Linked DNA regions of Sus scrofa: region 2 is linked to region 1. The links are chromatin contacts, called in public Hi-C maps. All regions are on one chromosome and are shown on one strand. The core of a region is the stretch at or near the end of the contact, and the rest is flanking DNA. Distances in the headings are between cores, read along the strand shown. Region 1 overlaps C14H12orf49 (UPF0454 protein C12orf49 homolog). Region 2 overlaps C14H12orf49 (UPF0454 protein C12orf49 homolog).

Region 1 (6,031 bases), core at 2,879-5,378:
AATAAGCAATTATTATAAATGCCCAAGAAGCAGATGATGAGGGCAGCAGAGGGAGAGTGGGATCCAAGAAAAAGTTTACCTGTGGAAAATTAGACTTATCCCTTCAACCAACAGATGACCCTAGATGCTCCTTTACTCCAGGCACTGCAGGGATACAGGACAATAAACACAAGACATGATCCTGAGCCTGCATGACTTCACATATCAAGTCAATTCACTAACTATCCATGAACTGTCTTCTCAACAAGGCTAATCAACTTTGCCAGAAGCAAACACAATTCCAGGACTGAAGGGGCAGAAATGAAAATGGTACTCAGACCCAGGCATACAGAACACAGGAAGGGGCCAGGAAGGCTGGCCGGCTCCTTCTACACCAGCTGTCACAGATGTGTTGCCACTGGGTACCCAGACAATCACTGGGTAACAGATGGAAACTCTGTACCTTTTTTCTCCCACAATAACCAGAATAATTCCAGAGTAAGAGAGGGAAGAAATCAAACAGAACAAATGAGAGTGGGGTGCAAGTGAACAAGCTAAAACGGGACAACAAATGACAAGGCACAGTAGCAGCCACCAAGTTGTGCTATGCTGGCAGCAGAAGCTTGGCTCCAGTGTCAGGTGTGGCCGCAGACACTCAGAAGGCCCAATGATTTCCAAAACATGCTTTGGGAGTTGCAGCTCTTTAAAATGGCTTTCTGTTCCCTCCCAATCACTTCCTGACCCCTCGAATAAAGCAGCAGCTAACAATGATGTGAAACATGAATGCGGGTGTGTGTGGGAGCACACACCTGTAGAGGAAAGAGGCCAGAGTTGGGGGTGAAATTTGAGGTCAATGTTCTATTAGTTTCTTCCTGAAATTTGTGGGTCTCAGGGTTAAACCCACACTGAATATTCCTTCGGTGCATTCTGACCTGTGTAATGGTTATGTGTGCTCGTGTAGGGCCTGGGGAGAGGAGGATGCTAGAGAGGCCGTGTCCTTTCATTCACAAGCATGAAAGAGGTAGCTTTCCTGCAGGCAGCTTTGGAAACCCGTCCTGTGGAATGTAACTTATATTAGGACACTCACAAGGGCTGCTAACACGCAGGAGATAAAAAGGGTGGGAAGTGGGGAGAAGGGATTGCTGGTCCCTCCAGAAAGAGAACCAGGAAAGGAAGTCATCAAGTTTGGGTTTGAGACTCAAGTGGTGGTCACACTGGGGAAAACTCCCCCAAATTCTGAACCAACCATGACTCCATTTCCCCCTTGTTCATTTTTAGGATGTCAAACACACTCATCTTCTTTAGACTTGTGCATGACTTGAGCCTAAGGGATGGTACTGATGGTGAAATGCATCCATGGTTCTTAGTAGTCTAAATGTAATTCATGGCTGCTTTAACAGAGCCTTTAACTCCACTCAATCCCCATCTTGGGAACTTGGGTTTTAGAGTTACTCCTGTGTTATTGACAAGGAGGTGAAGGTAGAAGGGACATGTCCTTTGTCAACCAGCTCACAGCTAACTCAAAGACCAAAGATTCTGGCAGGGCTTCCGTGCCTGCCTGCTTGCACCTCTCACAAGTGGCCAATCTTAATGAATCTATTTCTTGCCTACCAAAGGGAAAAAAAAAGACCAAAGATTCCAACTCCTGTATCTCCTGAACCCTTCCAGGCCAGGGTTTGTCAGATCACAGGCCGCAGGTCAAACATGGTCCAAGGTCTGCAAGCTAAAAATGGTTTGTGCATTTTTTAAACAGTTGGGGAGAAAAGCAAAAGAAGGATATTTCATGAGACGTGAAAATTATATGAAATTAAAATTTCTGTCCATAAAAAGTTTTATTGGCCAACTGCTGTGCCAACTCATGATGTAGTGTCTACAGCTGCTTTTGTGTCTTAGTGGCAGGGCTGAGCAGTAGCAACAGAGACTGTATGACCCCAAAAGCTGAAAACATTTACTATCAGGCCCTTTATGAAAAAGTGCATTCCTCAGTGGCCAATGGTGTTGCCTGAGGAGGTTGAGACCTTCCACGGAAGCTGCCCTCAGAGCTGCTTGCCCAGGATTCCCTGCTCCCTGTGGCAACTCTCCTCTGGCAGGTGCAAAGGCCCTGTTCCCAGGCCTCTGTTGGTGATGTTTCTCCAGGGAGCCCCGTGGGAATGCCCGATGCATCTGCTGCATCTTCTCAGTCCTGCCCTTACCTCCTTACAGAGACTGTTCCCCAGAGTACACCCTATAAATCTGTATGCAATCTTTGTCTCAGAATCTATTTCCTGGAGTTCCTATTGTGGCGCAGCGGAAACAAATCCAACTAGGAACCATGAGGTTGTGGGTTCAATCCCTAGCCTCGCTCATTGGGTTAAGGATCCAGTGTTGCCGTGGGCTGTGGTGTAGGTCACAGACATGGCTCTGATCTGGCGATGCTGTGGCTGTGGCCAGCAGTTTTAGCTCCGATTAGACCGCTAGCCTGGGAACTTCCATATGCCGTGGGTACAGCCCTAAAAAAGACAAAAGACAAAAAAAAAAAGAATCTATTTCCTGAGGACCCTATCCAAGATGGGGGAACATAACAAAACTTGGGGGAAAATATTGCCGCCTTCTCCCCTAGCCACAGACCAGCAGTCATATCTCAATTTCTTCTCACATTAGTATCACTGACGCCTGATCAATTCCAGACCAGTTCTCACTCTTTAATGAAATTTTTTTAGGGCCACACCCACGGCATATGGAGGTTCCCAGGCTAGGAATCGAATCGGAGCTGCAGCTGCCTGCCACAGCCACAGCCACAGCCACAGCAATGCTGGATCTTTAACCCATCAAGTGAGGCCAGGGATCATACCCAAACCCTCATGAGCCAGAACAGGAACTCCCCAGATCAGTTCTCACTCTGTTGATTAGATTTAATAGAGAGAATTTGGGGGTAGGGAGAATTATGGTTTTCTAGTCAACTTGTCCTTCTGCATTCTTCAGAAGCTGTTCAAACCCCCTGCTTGAAACTTATAGATGATTTCCCACTGCCCTGGGGTTAAAGCCACAATAACATTCATGGCGCACATGGTCCTGCCTTCTCTTTAGCGTCACTTTATCCCTGTGTCCCCTTGTTCTCTGCATTACACATCACTGACACTCTCCAAGTGTTAGTTTGTGCCACAGGACCTTTGCATATGCTGTCTCCATTGCCTAGACCCCACTTCACAGCTAGTTCACTGAACTGACTCCTGTTTATTCCTCAGATCTCAATTCAGTTGTCTCTTCCTCAGGGCAGCTCTTCCCAGGCCAATCTCTCTATCAGACCCAGAATACTTGAGGGGCCTGTGAGAAAAATGTTTAATTTCTTTTAAGATCAGAAGAACGAAATGATTATAGTCATGACTGCATATTGATAAAGCTAGCCTGGGTTTAAACTAACTCCATTAGAAAATGTAATTTCTTTTAAATTGTTTTTGTTTTTTTTAAGGCTGCACCCATGGCATATGGAAGTTCCCAGGCTAGGGGTTAAATTGGAGCTGCAGCTGCTGGCCTACACCACAGCCACAGCAATGCCAGATCCGAGTCATGTCTGCAAGCTACACCACAGCTCACGGCAACGTCGGATCCTTAACCCACTGAGTGAGGCCAGGGATCGAACCCCCATCCTCATGGATACTAGTTGGATTCTTAACCTGCTGAGCCCAACAGGAACTCCCATAAAATGTGAAAATTTTTTTAATGAGAAAGGGGCCCAGTGAGGCATGAATAATGTGTAGCCCTGGCCTTTTCTGACTTCTCAACCTCCCAGCACCACTAGGTCAGCACTCCCCTTTAAATCCTTCCATGGTACCCTGAACTCTTCCATCAGAGCACTTTCCACAGCTGTTGTTTTACATTTGTCCCTAAACTGCACGCTTGATCAGGGCAGGGACCATATCAGACATGCTCTGTATAGCATTGTGTCCAATCCACCTGCCTACTTTTTAAGCAAGAACACTCACTCCATCTGCTTATAACTGCCTGTCTCACTGGCAGGTCCAAGGGGAGGGGACAGGACGGAAACCAAGAGGAAAGGCTCACAATGGACCTGAGAGAATGGACCATGCCAAACTTCTCCCCTTGGGGAGCAGGGGGGAGGGGACAGCGGAGATGGAGCGTAAACAAACATTTCCTTGTCTGGTAGGTCATTTTGAAATTATGTGCAGGTCAAGCACTTTAGACTCCCGGAAGTCAGAAAATATCTGCTTCCAGAGGCCATTAATGCTCAAGGGCCCCCTGGAGTGAAGGGGGACTTTCATTAGTGGGTCCTGTCCTATACGGGCAGGAAGCGTGCTAAGTGACAGTCCGGAGTGAAACAACGGAGCAAGCAAAAAGCAAGGGGGAGGGGCGCTGATCTCAGAGTTCAGAGAAGAGGGAGGGAAAAAAACAAATATATCCTGAATTCGAGGAACTGGCCAAGTGCGGCTGGAAGCCCTGGGCAAGGTGCTTCGGGGAGAGGGCTGAGAACTCTGACTTTCTTCTTTCAGGGAGGGACTTGGCAAGGGCTGGAAAGTGTCCTTGTTCCTCATTCATCGGGACAGTCTACACTGCCACTGGCACTCTGGCTGACAGAAATGTGTGCAGCTGGTTGGAGGACAGCAGGAGAGCGTTAAGAGAAAGCAGATGAGGCTGCCAGATGTGGGACTTGGTTCTTGACACCTGGCTGCCCTCATTTGTTTCCATTCAGCAAAGATGGCAGGGGCTGTTCAGTCCACTTTCATCGTTGGGGTTGTATCGATGGGTTTGGAGAGGGAAGAGGATAAAGGGGAAGCTTGACTGGCAGCCAAAAGGAAAACTTAACAACACATACACACAACCTCCAATTGGTAGCAAACAGGATGGACGGGTGGCTGCAAGCCAAGACCCTCTGGGGTCACACCGAACTCAGGCTTGGTGGCACAACAGCCGGGCTGCTTCTCTTTGCCGGAATGAGGCAGATTATGGTAAGAGGCATTGTCATTCTTAAAATTCCCCTGTCCTCACAGATCTAAAATTAACAAGACTATTTATAGTGCTGGATATGGATCTGGAACAGAAATATGGATTTATATTATATGAGTAAATAATATAATAAAGAGCCGGTGATCCAATGTATGAACTGCAGTTATCTCTGCCTATGGCAACCGATTGCCAATGCATTTAATAGGTTGTAATTATCAGTAATTATGTCTGTGTCCTCTGTATTCAAGGATGACTGATATTGTCCCTATATGTGGCAAAGAGCACCAAAGAATGAACCATGTAATCATTTACTTTAAAGAGCTTTTTGAGATATCATTCGCATACCATACAATTCAATGGTTTTTGGTATATTCACAGGGTTGTGCAACCATCACCACAATCTAACTTTAGAACACTTCTGTCTCCTCTAAAAGAAACCCTATACCAATAGCAGTTAGTCCTGGGTTCCCCTTTCCTCCATTCCCTGGAAACCACTAATCTCCTTTCTGTCTCTATAGCCTTGCTTATTCTATATATTTCATATAAATAGAATCACACAATGTGGTCTTTGAGTACTGGCTACTTTCACTTAGCATGTTTTCAAGGTTCATCTATGCTGGAGCATCTATCTGTGCCACATCATTCATTTTCTTTGCCAAATACTATTCCATTGTATGGATATGTCACATTTTTGTTTATTGATTCATCAGCTGATGGACATTTCAGCTGTCTCCACCTTTGGGCTACTGTGAATCACACTGCTAGGAATGCTGGCACACTCAACCAAGTAACATCGAAAACTGTGATTATCCCACAACTTCATACCCTGCATATCTTTCTTCTGACCTAACAGTGTATGAAAACATACTAAGTTTTCCATTCTATCTTTTCCTAAAAGGGAGTTTTGTGTGAAGGGATCATGGCAGCCTATGAGTTGGAATAGGGGAATTTTGAAGAGATAAGACCTGAATGATTTGGAAAAATAAAATTGCTGAGCTAGGCAATGCTTCTTATGTGACAACTTTGTACTGTGTGTTCATTTGCACATCTGTACACTCACAAGACAGGCCACATGAAGAAGGTGCAAACCTGGGGCCCAGAGGCCAAGTTC
Region 2 (5,534 bases), core at 1,880-4,379, 53 kb before region 1:
ACATTGACAAGGCTCTCCCCACTTCATGGGAAGCACATGAAATCTGGCTTTGCCCCCGGAGATCTGGGATTGAAATCCTGACAGTTTGGACATACAGCCCGTGGGCAATGTTTCCTTTCTCCAGGGCTTGTGTCTGTGCCAAGAATTCCTAACAAAGGGGAGGGAAATTAATTAATTTTAAAAACCCATAAAAAAAATAAAAAAGGCTCATGAAACTGACTGGTAAGAAACTGTCCATTTTCTCCTTGGTAGCGATCAAAATGTCGCGAGTTTCTACACACATATTTTACAGACATTCCATAAATCCTCTCGTTGTGCTTCTTCCCTATAAGTAAGGTCCCCTGGGAAGTCATTGAGTTTCCTCACTACATGTATTCAAGAGAAAATTGGATGTAACACTTAGAGAAGGCAGCGGTCAGAGGGGAACTGGCGGGGGGAGGGGAGGGCGTCTGAGGAGAGAGCATAGACTGAAAGTTCAGTGCCAAGGACAGCGACACCCCTTGTCTTGGAAATTCCTGACATTTCCAAACTGTCTTTGGCTTCTAGTGCACAAATAATCTCTTTGTGCTATCTTTTTATTCCTTTTACATAGTTATTTCTGACCACAAAAGTAGTACTTTTTTTGCACAAAATCTGAAAGGGGAGAGGAAAGTAAAAAGAAACAAGACTCCCCCCCCCAAAAAAAGAAACCCCACTTTGAATCTCATGGTTTCTTGCTTTGTTCGGTTTTGTTATGAAGATTTTCCTGGGCAGTTTGATGGCATCATTTCCACCACGGGGGGTCCCACTTTTTGTGTGTGTGTGATAGTCATCCAGGGAGCTTGTTAAAACTGCAGAAACCCCAAGCCTGCACCCCCGGGAGTGGGGGGTTATAGATCGGGGTTGGGTCCCACGGATCTGCATTTTTAATAAAACCCTTGGGTGACTCTGATGTGGGCAGACACTGGACCACACTTCGAGAAATAATGAGTTTCAGATTTTTCAGACCCTTGGCAAATCAGAGATATGAAAATCCAGATTTAAAACAAAAATCGGGGCTGGGGGGGGTTGATTTGTTTTCTGGAAGGGCTCAGCTTAAATAGGCATTTCCCCCAGTGCCGTTAACATATGATTCCATTCACACTCGGTGATTCAGCGACGCGGCCAGGACTTCATCTGTGACACTCTGGGCCAATACGGCAAAACGCCACCTTTTTACAGAGCAGCGGTGACACCCATCTGCTCAAATAAATTAACGTTTCCATCTCAAATAACTCATTTGGCTGGATCATCAAGGTTACACGCCAACTCAAAGAGGGAGGGGAGGAGGCAAAGCAGGGGATGGGTGGAGGGCGGAGAGGCATTTTGCAATGTATAAAATTGCAACACTGCTGCATTTTTATAGCCAGAGGGGGGATGAACACAGTTATAGTGTACGTCACATGCGCCCCGTTACCATCTCCTTCCATAATTCCTACTGGTGCCTTGGGGTAGGTCACAGCCAGAGCTGCAGCAGCTAATGGGTGCAGCGAGCTGGGGCCAGTGCTCCTGTGCAAGATGCTATGTGGAGTGTGTGTGAGCGTATGAGTGTACGCATGTGCATGTGTGTGTTGGGAAGGGGTCAGTATCCAGAAGTGAGGAATGTTCTGGACAATAAGATCCAGAAGTTCAGTGAAGGGCACAGGGTATACAGTGGAAAGGGCAGGTGTTTCTTTCTTTCTTTCTTTCTTTCTTTTTTTTTTATTTTTTACTTTGAAATAATTTTAGAGCTGAAGATCCGAAAATAGAGATTTCCCATATACACTTCACCTAGCTTTCTCTAATGTTAACCTCTTACACAACTGCTGCACAAGGATCCACACCAGGAAACTAACATTGGTACCTTACCTTTAACTAACTTACAGCTCCTACTCCCATTTCACTAGTCTTTCCAATCCGGTCCTTTTTCTGGCAAATGGGTACTCTCAAGTCAGAGAGATCTGAGTATGACTCCCAGCTCTGTCAATGTGAAATTGCCCAAGCCCTGCCATCTCTCAGAGCCCTGGTTTCTTTGCTGTAAAATGGGAAGTAACCATCTCTGCCTAATAGAATCCTAGTGATGATTGCACACAAAACTGTGTCCAGAGTTTGGCACACAAGTAGGAACTGATGTTCGTTTTCTTTTCCCACCCTCTTTCAAAGGAGCACACTCCATCCTCAAGGACAGACATTTGTGTAAATTCCTGTTGGATCAGCTTGACTTAATCTCAGCTGCTGGAGCAAGTGGCTCCGTTTGGGGGAGAAGACAAGACAGGAGGTGAGGAGATTAATTAGGAAGTCGTTGCAACAATGCTTGTAAGCTAATTCTGCACAGTGGCAGCAGAGAGGTAAGGAGAGGAAGGGTTTAATAAACATTTCCAATGCAGAATAAAGAGAAGCTGATGACGGCTGGATGTGCAGAGGGGAAATGGGAGGAGCCAGCGATTAGCAGATTATACTTTTGAATGACTGCTAATCCCTTTCACTGAGATGAGCAAGAGGGAATCAGTTCAAGGGAAGAGAGAGGCCAAAAACAGTAATAACCTTAACCAGCACTTGTTGAGTGCCTGCTGTATGCCTGCCAGGCACTGTGCTTAGTGCTTTCCGAGAATGAGCCACTGAATTATCTTAATAACCCAAGAAAATTGTGACACAGAGAAATAAAGTCATTTGCCCACATGGTTTTGGGGGAAGTATTAAAACAAAGTACCTGCAGGCAGGACTGGCTACATAACTTGCAGGGCTCTTCACAAAATATAAATGAGAACACCTTGTTCAAAATGTATTAAGAATTTCAGGATGGTGAGAGCCAAACATTAAACCAAGCACAGGGTCCTTCTTTGAGCGGGGCCTGATGTGAATGTGGCCTGGTGCGACCACACAGGTCTCAGGCCCTACTCCAGGGAAGCCATATGAAGCAGGCTTGAAGAAAGTCTTTGAGACAGAAGAAAGCTCAGGAAGAGCATTGGGGACACACCTTCTAATGTTAGCCTCTTACACAACTGCAGCACAAGGATCAGCCAGGAAGACAAACTCACAAGGAACAGCTGGGAAGAAGGAGTGGGAACAAGAAGACACAGTCAGAGCCACTGAGGATGAAGTTGTCCCTCTCTTTGCCAACTGGGACATGGCTGTGGCCTCGAAAGCCCAGTTTCTCTAGAACAGAGGAGGCAGAGGTCGGAGCACATCACGCAATGGGCTGAATGGAAGTGCGAGAGCCGCAGGGCAACCCTGGCATTTTTATCTCAAGAAGTTCTCCCCTTGCCAAGATCAGAGGGCAAGTTAGTAGCATCACAAAAGTGATTAAACAACAACAACAACCCTGACACTGCTGAAAGACCGCTTCTCAATTGGATCCCCTGGGCATTAAAAAATGCCTTCCTCCTTCTGCTCTTTCTCCTCCCACTTAGCCTCCCAAATGTTTGGCCGACTCCATCCTTAAACTGCGGCCGGGGACTGGAGCTGAAACGCCTTTGAGGATTCTTGCACAGCAACCACGAAAATCTCTTCCTGGGGACTCAAGTGCTGCCAAGGCTTCAGCGTGGCCAGCAGGGCTCAGAGCCGGAAACGAGCTACTTTCCTTTGTTTGGACAATTGCAACCAGAGGGACAGTTATCATGGGCTTTTATTTATAGATATTGGCTGGGCTGTTGGTCTCATTCCCAATAAAGATACTAAAAGGAAAAGAGGCAGTTCACAGCTCTAGACCCAGCCTCACAAAATTAAACTTGCCTTCCATTTCACAGCCTTCTCTTTTCAGTGTCATCTGCCTGAATGTTTTTACTCTTCTTTTCTTTCCCAAGTCTTAAAGTCCCCAAACTACTGGAAAGCCTCCCCCCTCCAAACTACTGACCTTCCACTCACATAGGCAGATTACCAGTGATATTAACACTGAACATCTAGACTTTCCAAGACTGGTTAATCCCTGAATTTAATAATAATCAGCATTTTCAGGAATTTGTGTTTTCTAAAGTCACAGGAGTGGTCCATACCACTCAAAAGTTTAATTTTTTAAAAAACCAGAGTTCATTTTCCAAGCAGTTTTAGGTTCACAGCAAAACTGTGAGGAAAGTATAGAGAGTTCCCACATACCCCCCACCCCAACATACGCAGCTCCCCCATTATCAAGATTCCCCATCAAAGTGGGACATTTGTTATAATTAAACCTACACTGACATACCACCAATACCCAAGTCTACAATTGACATTAGGGTTCGCTCTTGGTGTTGTAGACTCCACGGGTTTGGACAAATGTCTAACGACATGTGTGTAGCATTACAGTATCACAGAATAGTTTCACGGCCCTAAAAGTCCTCTGTGCTCCTCCTAGTCAGCCCTCCCTCAACCCAACTGCTGGCAACCACTCACCTTTTTACTCTCTCCATAGTTTTGCCTTTTCCAGAATGTCATATAGTTAGAATCTCACAGCATGGAGCCTTTTCAGAGAAAAGTTTAATTTTAACTTTTAAAAGCCATGGTTAATGTGGTAAACCCCAACTGCACAGAAGTCAATGCCATCTACAGTATGAACTAGTCTGTGTGAACCAACTAAGCTATGCTGCAGTAACAAATCAGCCCTGAAATCCCAGTCCCTTCCCTCCTGAGTCTGTTTCTCAATCACACAGAGTCTGACAATGGGGACTCCCTTAACCTCAGGAATGGCTTCGAGTGTCCCTGCAGCAAAGGGGACAGTGAGTCAAAAACTCCCACTTGCTTCTAAACACCTCCGGCCAGAAGGTACATGCAAGCTCACTCGATGGGCACACTAGGCACTCAGCCCCTATCGAACCACAAGGGGACAAGGCAAGGGACGTGAACACAGGGGCTCTGCAGCAGCGAGCATGACTGTCTCTGCCACTAACTGAAAGTTATCTTCTGTGCCACGATCCCACTCTGCAGAGGAAACTACCTCTTGTTAACAGCTGGGTCGGCACCCTTCCAGACTGTCCTCTAATGTAGGCATATTAGGGTGCGACACATAACCTACTCTGCTACATATTCACATGTAATATGTAAAACTGCTTCTTTTACATAAATGAAACTGTGCTTTGCCTGCACTCTTATAATATACTGCTTTCCACTTGACAGTGTATCTTGGACATCCATTCCAGTAGAGATCAGTTTAAATGTGATTTAACAATGAAATGGTGACATTAAACTGTCCTCCTTGGTGCTCTCTGCTCTGACTGTGAGCTCCTGGGCCACAGGGACAGCATCTCATCATTGGTGACATTAATTGGGTCTTTCCTGTTTATCAGGCTAAGTGACTTACCCCACTCCCAACAACACCATAAGGTCAGTGCCATCATCATCTCTCTCCAGTATTCAGAAAATGTACCTGTAGCTCAGAGGGGTGGAGAACTATTCTGTCCAAGGTCACACAGCAGCTGAGTGGCAGGAGGCAAACTACTGGCCTCCAGAACTTGAGTTTTCTCAATCTCCTTGCTTGCGGTGCATTTTCAAAGCCTCAGCACCTACCCTGGTCTTAGGACATGATAGATGCTAAGTAGTATTTATTGAATAAATGTCTAAGAGAT

What was found. Hi-C and Micro-C count contacts between places; a contact is called where the count stands out from the background.
Region 2: a contact with region 1 is called in a Hi-C map of skeletal muscle, with 3 times the contacts expected there. The contact joins two enhancer-like sites. A contact is called at or near these places in 17 of 47 Hi-C or Micro-C datasets (alveolar macrophages, brain, embryonic fibroblasts and 9 more) and 1 of 2 datasets of contacts at active chromatin or transcription factors (skeletal muscle).

The regions. Positions count from the first base shown.
Region 1 is chr14:35,753,353-35,759,383 of Sscrofa11.1, reverse strand. All of the region lies in intron 4 of C14H12orf49 (UPF0454 protein C12orf49 homolog), which reads right to left. Among named protein-coding and RNA genes, the nearest start is that of C14H12orf49, 50 kb to the right of the region's middle. Within about 2 kb of position 4,128, at least 16 of the 83 cell types and tissues checked have an H3K27ac peak or open chromatin away from gene starts, as enhancers often do. A contact at or near this core is called in omental adipose tissue, retroperitoneal adipose tissue and skeletal muscle, where this site is marked.
Region 2 is chr14:35,805,541-35,811,074 of Sscrofa11.1, reverse strand. All of the region lies in intron 4 of C14H12orf49 (UPF0454 protein C12orf49 homolog), which reads right to left. Among named protein-coding and RNA genes, the nearest start is that of C14H12orf49, 100 kb to the right of the region's middle. Within about 2 kb of position 3,129, at least 16 of the 83 cell types and tissues checked have an H3K27ac peak or open chromatin away from gene starts, as enhancers often do. A contact at or near this core is called in omental adipose tissue, retroperitoneal adipose tissue and skeletal muscle, where this site is marked.